Regions from separate parts of the Triticum aestivum genome. Here all the other regions are linked to region 2. The links are chromatin contacts, called in public Hi-C maps. All regions are on one chromosome and are shown on one strand. Each heading gives the region's core, a stretch centred on a gene start, on an enhancer-like site or on the middle of the called end of the contact. The rest is flanking DNA. Distances are from core to core; before and after follow the strand shown.

Region 1 (2,700 bases), core at 76-2,575, 190 kb before region 2:
GTGTAAACACAACCGGAACTATTTACATGGATTAAAGGGCATGATAAAAGACAAACCTCTGGCCATGATTGGGCTGATCCTCTTTGTACAGGTCAAGAACACTGTTAAGAATAGTAACTTCCTTATGTGTCAGCTTTCCGGTTGAGTTTCTGAATATGATGGAGTATATACCGTCAAGAAGAAAATAAACATGAAGCAACAAGTACTCCAGTAAGAGCTTAGAAGCCATCTCACTGGCCTCATCTCCATTATGACCATCAAATATGGCCATCACTCCGACATCCACCTCTTTAATTCTCATTTGCTCTGTACAATATAGCAAGTTAGCCAGAATCAGATTACAAATGAACCGGGTGCATCTTAAAGGATCGAGCATAAAATCACAATAACCAAAGCACTTTTGAAGAAAGTATTTCTACAAGATCGTTTGACTGACTATGTAATAGGCTAATAGCGACTTGTTATCCCTAGACATATGAGTCATGACGCACTAATCAACTTTACCAACTCGCAGTCTTGCAGTATGCAACCTTAATGGTAGGAAAAAGATGCTGTTCTAGGTCTAATAAACTCTGCAGGGTACCTTTCTACTATGATCCTTCCAACATGATATCCAGCTTCCCACTCCCATTTTTACGATTTCTTAGTGACTACACTCTCTGACATGAAAAGCCAACTAACATTCAGGAGTAAAAATCATAGTACCAGTAAACCAGAAGCAGAATACTGTTTTCGTTCCTCATTTCTAGCCCAGAGTCCATGAAGCATAATAATAAGTGCATTAATTAATAAACAAGGTCGCCAGTACAATCCTGGGAGTTGGTTAATTGCACATGATTTCTCAATACTCCCTCTTCCTTCCACCTCATAGCTGCAGTGCAACACCGCGTGTAAATTGCGGATTTGTTTTACTGACTCCGTGTTGTGCAGGTACCTATGAAGGGGATGCGGATGCCGAGAGCGCAGACGGCGCGGTCCTCCTGGGAGCGGCGGCGGCCACGGTGAGCCGCCACATGGCACCTCCTCGGCTGCGGGGAGGAGGGGCCCTTGTCCCCATCCCCCTCGCCGGCGGAGAGGATGGTCCAGCGGGGGCAGTGCGCGGACTGGTACACCGCGGGCGCGCCGCCCTCGCGGTACACAGCAAGGCACGTCGCCGACTCCCCCGCGCACCGGAGCGGCACTAGGAGCTCGATGAGGATGAGAAGGAGGATGGTACGGTGGCCGGATAGCGGTAAGGACATCGGCGAGTCGCCGGAGCAGAAGAGGGGAAGAGGGTTTTTTTTTTTTTTTTGAGACACAGAGGGCAAGAGGAATTATGGGCTTGCGTATCGCGAGCTCGTGACGGGCCCCGAGCAACACTTTCTTCAATCCGAGCTGGCGAGTAGAGCGACGAGGAAGGGGGAGCTGCTAGGGAGCTCCTATAGGCCGCTCGCTGCGGCAAAGTGCCGACGCTTCGCACAGGAGCGGCTAGCGTGGTCCGGCCCATTTACAGTGGCATGCGGCGGCAGGTTCCCGAGATGAAAAATCGCGAAAAATAAAATAGTGCGATTTCTGTTACTCGAACACATGACTTCAGAGTTCTTGGCCTGCCATGCAAACCACTGCGACCTAGTCATTCCCATGTTCAATTTGGCAGCGCGAAAGTTAAAGACGTATATGACCAAAACAACACTTGAACATTAATTCGCGAAAAATCCCAAAAACTACAGTCCATTTATTGGGTCGTACCGACGACCTCCTACAACTGAATTTTTCGAAATTATGAATATTTTCTTCAAAATAAAAAACATTTTCCGAATTTTCATACAATTTTTTGTAAAACAGGAACATTTTGATGATGTGAACAAATTTGAAAAGGGGGAACATTTCTTGAATTTGTGAAAAAATGTTTAAATTTTTAAAACTTCCAGAACATTCTTTGAATTTGTGAACAAGATTGAAAAACATGAACTACTATTGAATTTGTGAACAAATTTGGAAAGCTGGAACATTTTTATCAATTCCCAAACATTTTTTGAATCTTGAGAACAAATTTTGACACAGAGAACAATTTTGAAAAATATTGAACAAACTTGGAATCACGAACAATTTTTTAAAGCACGAACATTTTTTGAATCTTGAGAACATATTTTCAAACGTAGAACAATTTTTAAAAATCCCGAACAAATTTGAAACATGAACATTTTTTGAATACATGAATAAAATTTGGAAACAAGAACAACTTTTGAAAACATGAACATTTTTTAACTCCCGGTCATTATTTGAATAGTTCCAAAAAATGAACAAAAACATTCCGAACAATTTTTGGAAAATGAGAACCATTTTTGAAATGCCTGAACATTTTTTTTGAAAATGCGAACATTATTTGAATTTATGAACAACTTTTTAAAGCACGACAATTTTTACAAAATTGAAAATATTTTAAAAGTACGAACATTTTTTTCAGTTTCTGAACAAAATTTGGAAGCTGATTTGTTTTAAAAAAATGGACTTTAAATGTAAAGGAAACGAAAAAAGAATTAGAAAAGGAAAATAAAAGAAAGAAAAAAGAGAAAAAAGAAACAGAAAAATTGACAAAAGAAAAAAACGGTTCAAAGAACCTTCTAGAAATTTCCCCAAACCAGAAAAAACCGGCTGAGAAACTCTAGAAGGTTCCCAAAATCGGAAAGTGTAACGGGCCGGCCCAGGTGAGCGCTTCGA
Region 2 (2,730 bases), core at 56-2,555:
AAAGCTAACATAAAAATGTTGTGCTTTTAGAAGTGAATTTCTTGCCTAAAATCCTTAAACCTAATGCCAACAATTTATTATAAGATCACAACCACATAAATCCGAACAATACATCTTTTTTCTTTTCGCACTCGAATCTAGGAGTATTAACAAAAACCAATAGTACAACACCCCTAAAATGATTTTGTCACCCCTAAAAAAATGATTTTGTCACATCAAAGTCCCCTAGGTCCGACCATTTTCATCCTCATGACTGGGCTACTGCTCAGTCGTTGGATCCAGTCTGTTGTTGATGATGCAAATGAAAAGTTCTCAAGGCTACTGCCACGTCAGATCATCGTCTTGAAGAGGAAACCATCACATTAGACAAGCCACAGATCCAAGAGCCAAACCACAATTATTTCTCACGGGTCTCATGCCAACACTGGATGTGGTGCTGACGTGACGGAGACGAGGTCTGAATTCCAAACTTCAAAGGTAAGTTGTATGTCGCCACCGTACCAACAAACCCCAATGAGCATAACCTCACTGACCAAAGCGCCTAACAGGAAAATATGCCATCGACGCCGGCACAGCCGACCATCGCCGGCATGGGAAGACATGAGGGAACCTCATTCGCCGAACCAACACTGCCAACAACACGTCGTCGAAGAAGATTTCATTAAGCTTTGCCACCACCATCGCCGAAAGGCTGAAGCGACGAACAACGAAACCCTACCTAAGAGCCCCAAAACATTAGAAACTACAACTCCACCTTGTAGATGAGGGCCTCCCCGCACTCCCACATCGGCAAAGCGAGTAAAGGAGGAGGACATTGGCGACCTAGCATCCAGAGATTGGCTCTTAGGGTTTTGCAGAGGAGCGGTTGAGCAAAAGGCAAAACAACGGCGTAACACACATTTTCTGTGGATGATCGTGGCCTCCCTGCACCGTCACACTGGTAGAGCCGGTGGAGGAGAAGGAAGCCACAGTCTACCCCTCTTATAGGGTTTAGAGGGGAATGGTTGGGGAAAAGGGAGAACGACGGCACAGTGCGCATATTGTCCATGACTATCTGAGTGAGGATATTTTTTCACTCATGGACAAAACAAAATAAAACCAAAGCCGTTGCCGGAGAATTACGCGATTACGTGAAAGCATGGGCGCCGGAGCGGAAAAAGACGATTTGTTTTTGGAGCTTTAGCTATCGCAGGAAAGAACCGCGGACACGTCTCTGATGCAAACCAAACCGCCTTACATCGGCCTCCACCGTTGCATTTTCGCCTTTTTCGTCGTTGTTTTTCTCCCGTCCGTCCCTCTCTCGTTGTCGAGAAGAGGAGGGAAAGGGAGGCATCGCATCGGTCGATATATATCCGTGTCCATATGCAAATATATATGTTTTTTCCTTTCCTGTGATATATACGATCACACGACACCGCTTCCGTCCTCTTCGATCTCCAGAAGCCCCGCGAGTAAAGGATTCAATCCCCTCCCCACCCTCCACCTCGCCGCCGCCGCCGCCGCCCCCTCCGTCTCCGCTCGAGCTTGTCAGTCCGCCTCGTCCTCCTCCTTCGGTTCTGCCCGCCCGTCGACCAGGTAACGGACGGCTGATTCGTTAATACTGTTGTTATCGGGGCCCCCGGCCGTGATGGAGCCGTCGCGTCATGCGTGCCTTTTTCCTCTGCTTCTGCATTCATCTCGCGTATGCTTTGTTCAACTGGCAGATTGATTCTCTCTTCTTCTTCGTCGTCGTCTTCTTGGTCTGCCGCTGCCGCTTGGAATCCCAAGGCCTTGGTTGATCAATCCTGTGACCCTGGAAGAAGATCGAAGGGCGTCGCGTGGTGACATGGTAAAGTTCTCTTCTTGGCGGATTAATCTGTAGGTACTGTGCTAGTGCTACTGCTCGTGGCGGCTGGCGGCGAGTTGCATTTTGTTTTTGGAGGATACGAGGACGGTGTGGTTTATCAATTGTTGTATCGTGTGTGTCCCTCGTGGAGATGTGGTGCAGGTGATGGTGAGCGTGCAGCAGAGCCCCATGGTGCGGTCGGAGGAGGACCTGGGCCCGCCGTGGCTGCGGCCGCTGCTGGGCACGAGCTTCTTCGTGCCATGCCCGGCGCACCCGGACCTGAGCAAGAACGAGTGCAACTTCTTCTGCCTCGGCTGCAACCACGCCGCCGGCGCGCTCTGCTCCTACTGCGTCCCCGCGCACCGCGACCACCACGTCGTCCAGGTACACGCCACTCTTAACCAAATCATCCATGGCTGGATTGTGTCGTGTGTGTGGTGCTTTGTGAATGAATTCTGATGGATGGGTGGACATGGCTGGGGTGCAGATACGGCGTTCGTCGTACCACAACGTGATCCGGGTGTCGGAGGTGGGGAAGCTGATCGACATCGCGCACGTGCAGACGTACGTGATCAACAGCGCCAAGATCGTGTTCCTCAACGGCCGGCCGCAGGCCAGGCCCGGCAAGGGCGTCACCAACACCTGTGAGATTTGCTGCCGCAGCCTCCCGGACTCGTTCCGCTTCTGCTCCCTCGGATGCAAGGTACTCTAGCCACTCTTTCTCATCTCTTCTTCCTCCTCCGTCTCTTCCAAGTTCCAACCTACAGTTCCATGTCCGCTACCCCTCTCCCTGAAAACCATTCTTTAGGACCAGAATCTCTCTATCTGAAATCTCTCTGAGGAAGCTTCTGGTCATGCCGTGGGGGTCAACGGCAGCCCGAGTGCAATGCAGTGTTCTCCTGTAG
Region 3 (2,786 bases), core at 25-2,524, 250 kb after region 2:
ACATAAATATGACTTTTTAAATCACTAAGTCTTATATTTCTTTACAGGGGGAGTAATTTCATATGAAAAATTTGCCGCAATCACACCATTTGCTTTCTAAGTGAAAATGTTATTTGCCGGGTTTCGAAGAACAAACTAGGATGTGTCTTTTGTTGGGAAAACTTCCAATCTATTCATTTTCAATCATGGCAGTACAAAGAACAACAGAGATAATAACAATTACAACCATGTTCATGAACCACCTAGCGACGACTACAAACACTGGAGCGAGTAGAAGGCGCATCGCCGTCATCGCCCCTCCTTCATTGGAGCCGGGCAAACCTTGTTGTAGTAGATAGTCGGGAAGTCATCGTGCTAAGGCCCCATAGGACCAGCGCACCAGAGTAGCAACCATCGCCGATGAAGAAAGTCGTAGATCAGAAAGGTCAAATCTGTAAACACTCAAACGAAAACGAACAAAAACTGTATCCAAACAGATCCATCGAAGACTAGCACCGACCGAATCCCGCGAGATCCGACGAAGACAAGCCTCCACGCGTCCTCCGACGATGCTAGATGCACCATCGGGATGGGGATAGAACGTGGAAGACACTATTGCAAATAAGGGACATCGCTGCCGCCGCACAGCCCCAACCAAGGCGTCCAATCTAACAAGAACGAGAACGGGCCCCTTCCGCCGGCAGGGGGCCAAGATCCTCCGCACCTCCATGGCCTAGAGGCCATCGAAGATGGGGTGGATCGGCGGCGACGCCAACGGAAGGAGAAGAGCTTTTCTTATAGAGGAAGAAAGAGATGGAAGAATTATAAACTAGGATGTGTCTAACTCTCACATGCTTCCTCCGTTCCTAAATATAAGTCTTTATTAAATTTTCGAATATAGAGTAGACATAGAGCAAAATGAGTGAATCTACACTAAAATATGTCACATCCATATGTACTTCTATTAAAATATCTAGAAAGACTTATATTTAGGAACGGAGGGAGTAGATGAGAAATATTATACTCAGGTACCGTTTGCGACATTTAAGTGGCAGAAAACAAGGTTGCTTTGGCAATAAATAAAGAAGGGAGTCCTCATTCCGTCACCATGAGAAACTGAGAATCGAGAAGGGCATCAAGCTCACAATAACACCAAAAGCAAGGGAGCGACGTGTAAAAGAATGTCAACAATTCGTTTCCAAATTAAACCCTTGTCCCTGGACTCCTACTGTCGTCCACGTTCGGCGCGTGGTCTATATATAGATCGTCTTTCCGCGTCCCGTCGTCACCAAACACCAAAACCATTCAACCTGTATTCAAAAAACTGTGGATGGGATCAGGTCTCTCTCACAACCACCGGAGCAGCGTCGCGCCCCAGCAGCAGCCGTCGTCGGCCCGCGTCATCGCCGCCGACGGCTCGCTGACGGAGTTCGCCACCTCCTCGCCTGTCAGCGTCTCCGACGTCCTGGGCGGCAATGCGGACGGCCCCTTCTTCTTGTGCAGCTCCGACGCGCTCTACTTCGATGAGGACGTGCCGGCGCTCGGCGGCGGCGAGCAGCTCCGTCCCGGCCAGATATACTTCGTGCTCCCCGTCGCGATGCTCGGGCGGCCCCTGTCGAGCGCCGACATGGCGGCCATGGCGGTGCGCGCGAGCGAGGCGCTGGCGACGAGAGCGCGGCCGCGTGGACGCGGCGCCGGCATCAGGAAGGTGCGGGTCACGCCGGTGCACCCCGAGAGCGGGCGTGGCGACGTGGACGCCCAGGTTAACGCGAAGCTCAACGAGAGGAGACTCGGGGAGTACTCTGTGAAAGCCTCTGGTAATCCGGCGAAAATCAGCAAGAAGGCTGCCGTGGCGGCATGTCCGCCGGCGAAGAAGCCGCTCAAGCCGCTCAGCACCATCAAAGAGGATGAGGAGTGAGGAAATGCTCATAAGAACATCGCCAGGCGACGCCGAGTGATAAAAATGGAAGGAAATTACTACAAGATTTTTGATAGGATTTTTTTGTCTTTTCTTTTTGTGTTATCCATTTTTTGGAACTGTGATGTTGGTGAGGAAGATTCAAAAAAGATAGATAAGGATGTCGGTTGTTGATTTGCCATTGTACATATATTTGGTAACAAAGGGAAATGAGATTTGTTCATACTTCTACTTTTTTTTTGTGGGGCATACTTCTACTTTTCTTAATTGTGTTGGGATAAAGGTCAAAGGCATCGGCTTTAGATCATGTGATAATATTCGGTTGACTATCGCGCATGTCTTCTTTTTTGTCACCGTTGCGCTGCCTAAGATTATTTTGTATGGATGGAGGAGACTTTAGAAAGGGGAAAAGGTTGAAGCATTGAGCATCTCTGGCGGCACAATTTCTGACGAGTACGGATCAGCTATGTCAAAATCATCTTGTGGACTTGCAACTGACGGAGGAGGCCTCACTGGTCAGCCAAACGGCAGGTGCACGTCGTCGGTGGAGCGCACAGGCTATTACACGATAAATAAACTTTATACGCAAAGTTTTCACAAAGTCAAGATGGCCGAGTTGGTCTAAGGCGCCAGTTTCAGGTACTGGTCCGAAAGGGCGTGGGTTCAAATCCCACTCTTGACACTTTTTTTTTTGTTTCGTTCATTTATATTTGCTTCACCTTTTCTTTTGAATGTATTAAGTATATGTCCTTTTATTTGACTAAATTGGTCTGTGCCGTCTGTTGCCGACCAGATTATACAACTCCGGATGAGAAAATTCGGTGCCAGGCTAAACGGGCACGGGCATCTCACCGACGCTATTATACAAAGACATCCAACTGGAAGTCTC

The links. A called contact is a pair of places that touch in the nucleus more often than the background predicts.
Region 1: a Hi-C map of leaf shows a contact between it and region 2, with 7 times the contacts expected there. The contact joins the promoter of LOC123156514 here to the promoter of LOC123160427 in region 2. A contact is called at or near these places in 2 of 5 Hi-C or Micro-C datasets (both in leaf).
Region 3: a Hi-C map of leaf shows a contact between it and region 2, with 2.5 times the contacts expected there. The contact joins the promoter of LOC123159303 here to the promoter of LOC123160427 in region 2. A contact is called at or near these places in 4 of 5 Hi-C or Micro-C datasets (leaf and an unstated tissue).

Annotation. Positions count from the first base shown.
Region 1 is chr7B:538,405,015-538,407,714 of IWGSC CS RefSeq v2.1, reverse strand. It overlaps LOC123156514, which reads right to left and starts at 1,325. Exons shown (of 20, transcript XM_044574630.1): 1 at 935-1,325; 2 at 57-306. The coding sequence starts at 1,241.
Region 2 is chr7B:538,211,796-538,214,525 of IWGSC CS RefSeq v2.1, reverse strand. It overlaps LOC123160427 (protein RGF1 INDUCIBLE TRANSCRIPTION FACTOR 1), which reads left to right and starts at 1,305. Exons shown (of 5, transcript XM_044578244.1): 1 at 1,305-1,575; 2 at 1,704-1,828; 3 at 1,977-2,209; 4 at 2,313-2,528. The coding sequence starts at 1,991.
Region 3 is chr7B:537,957,429-537,960,214 of IWGSC CS RefSeq v2.1, reverse strand. It overlaps LOC123159303, which reads left to right and starts at 1,274. Exons shown (of 1, transcript XM_044577131.1): 1 at 1,274-2,120. The coding sequence starts at 1,310. The coding sequence ends at 1,897. TRNAL-CAG (transfer RNA leucine (anticodon CAG)) reads left to right here and starts at 2,499; the gene lies at 2,499-2,579.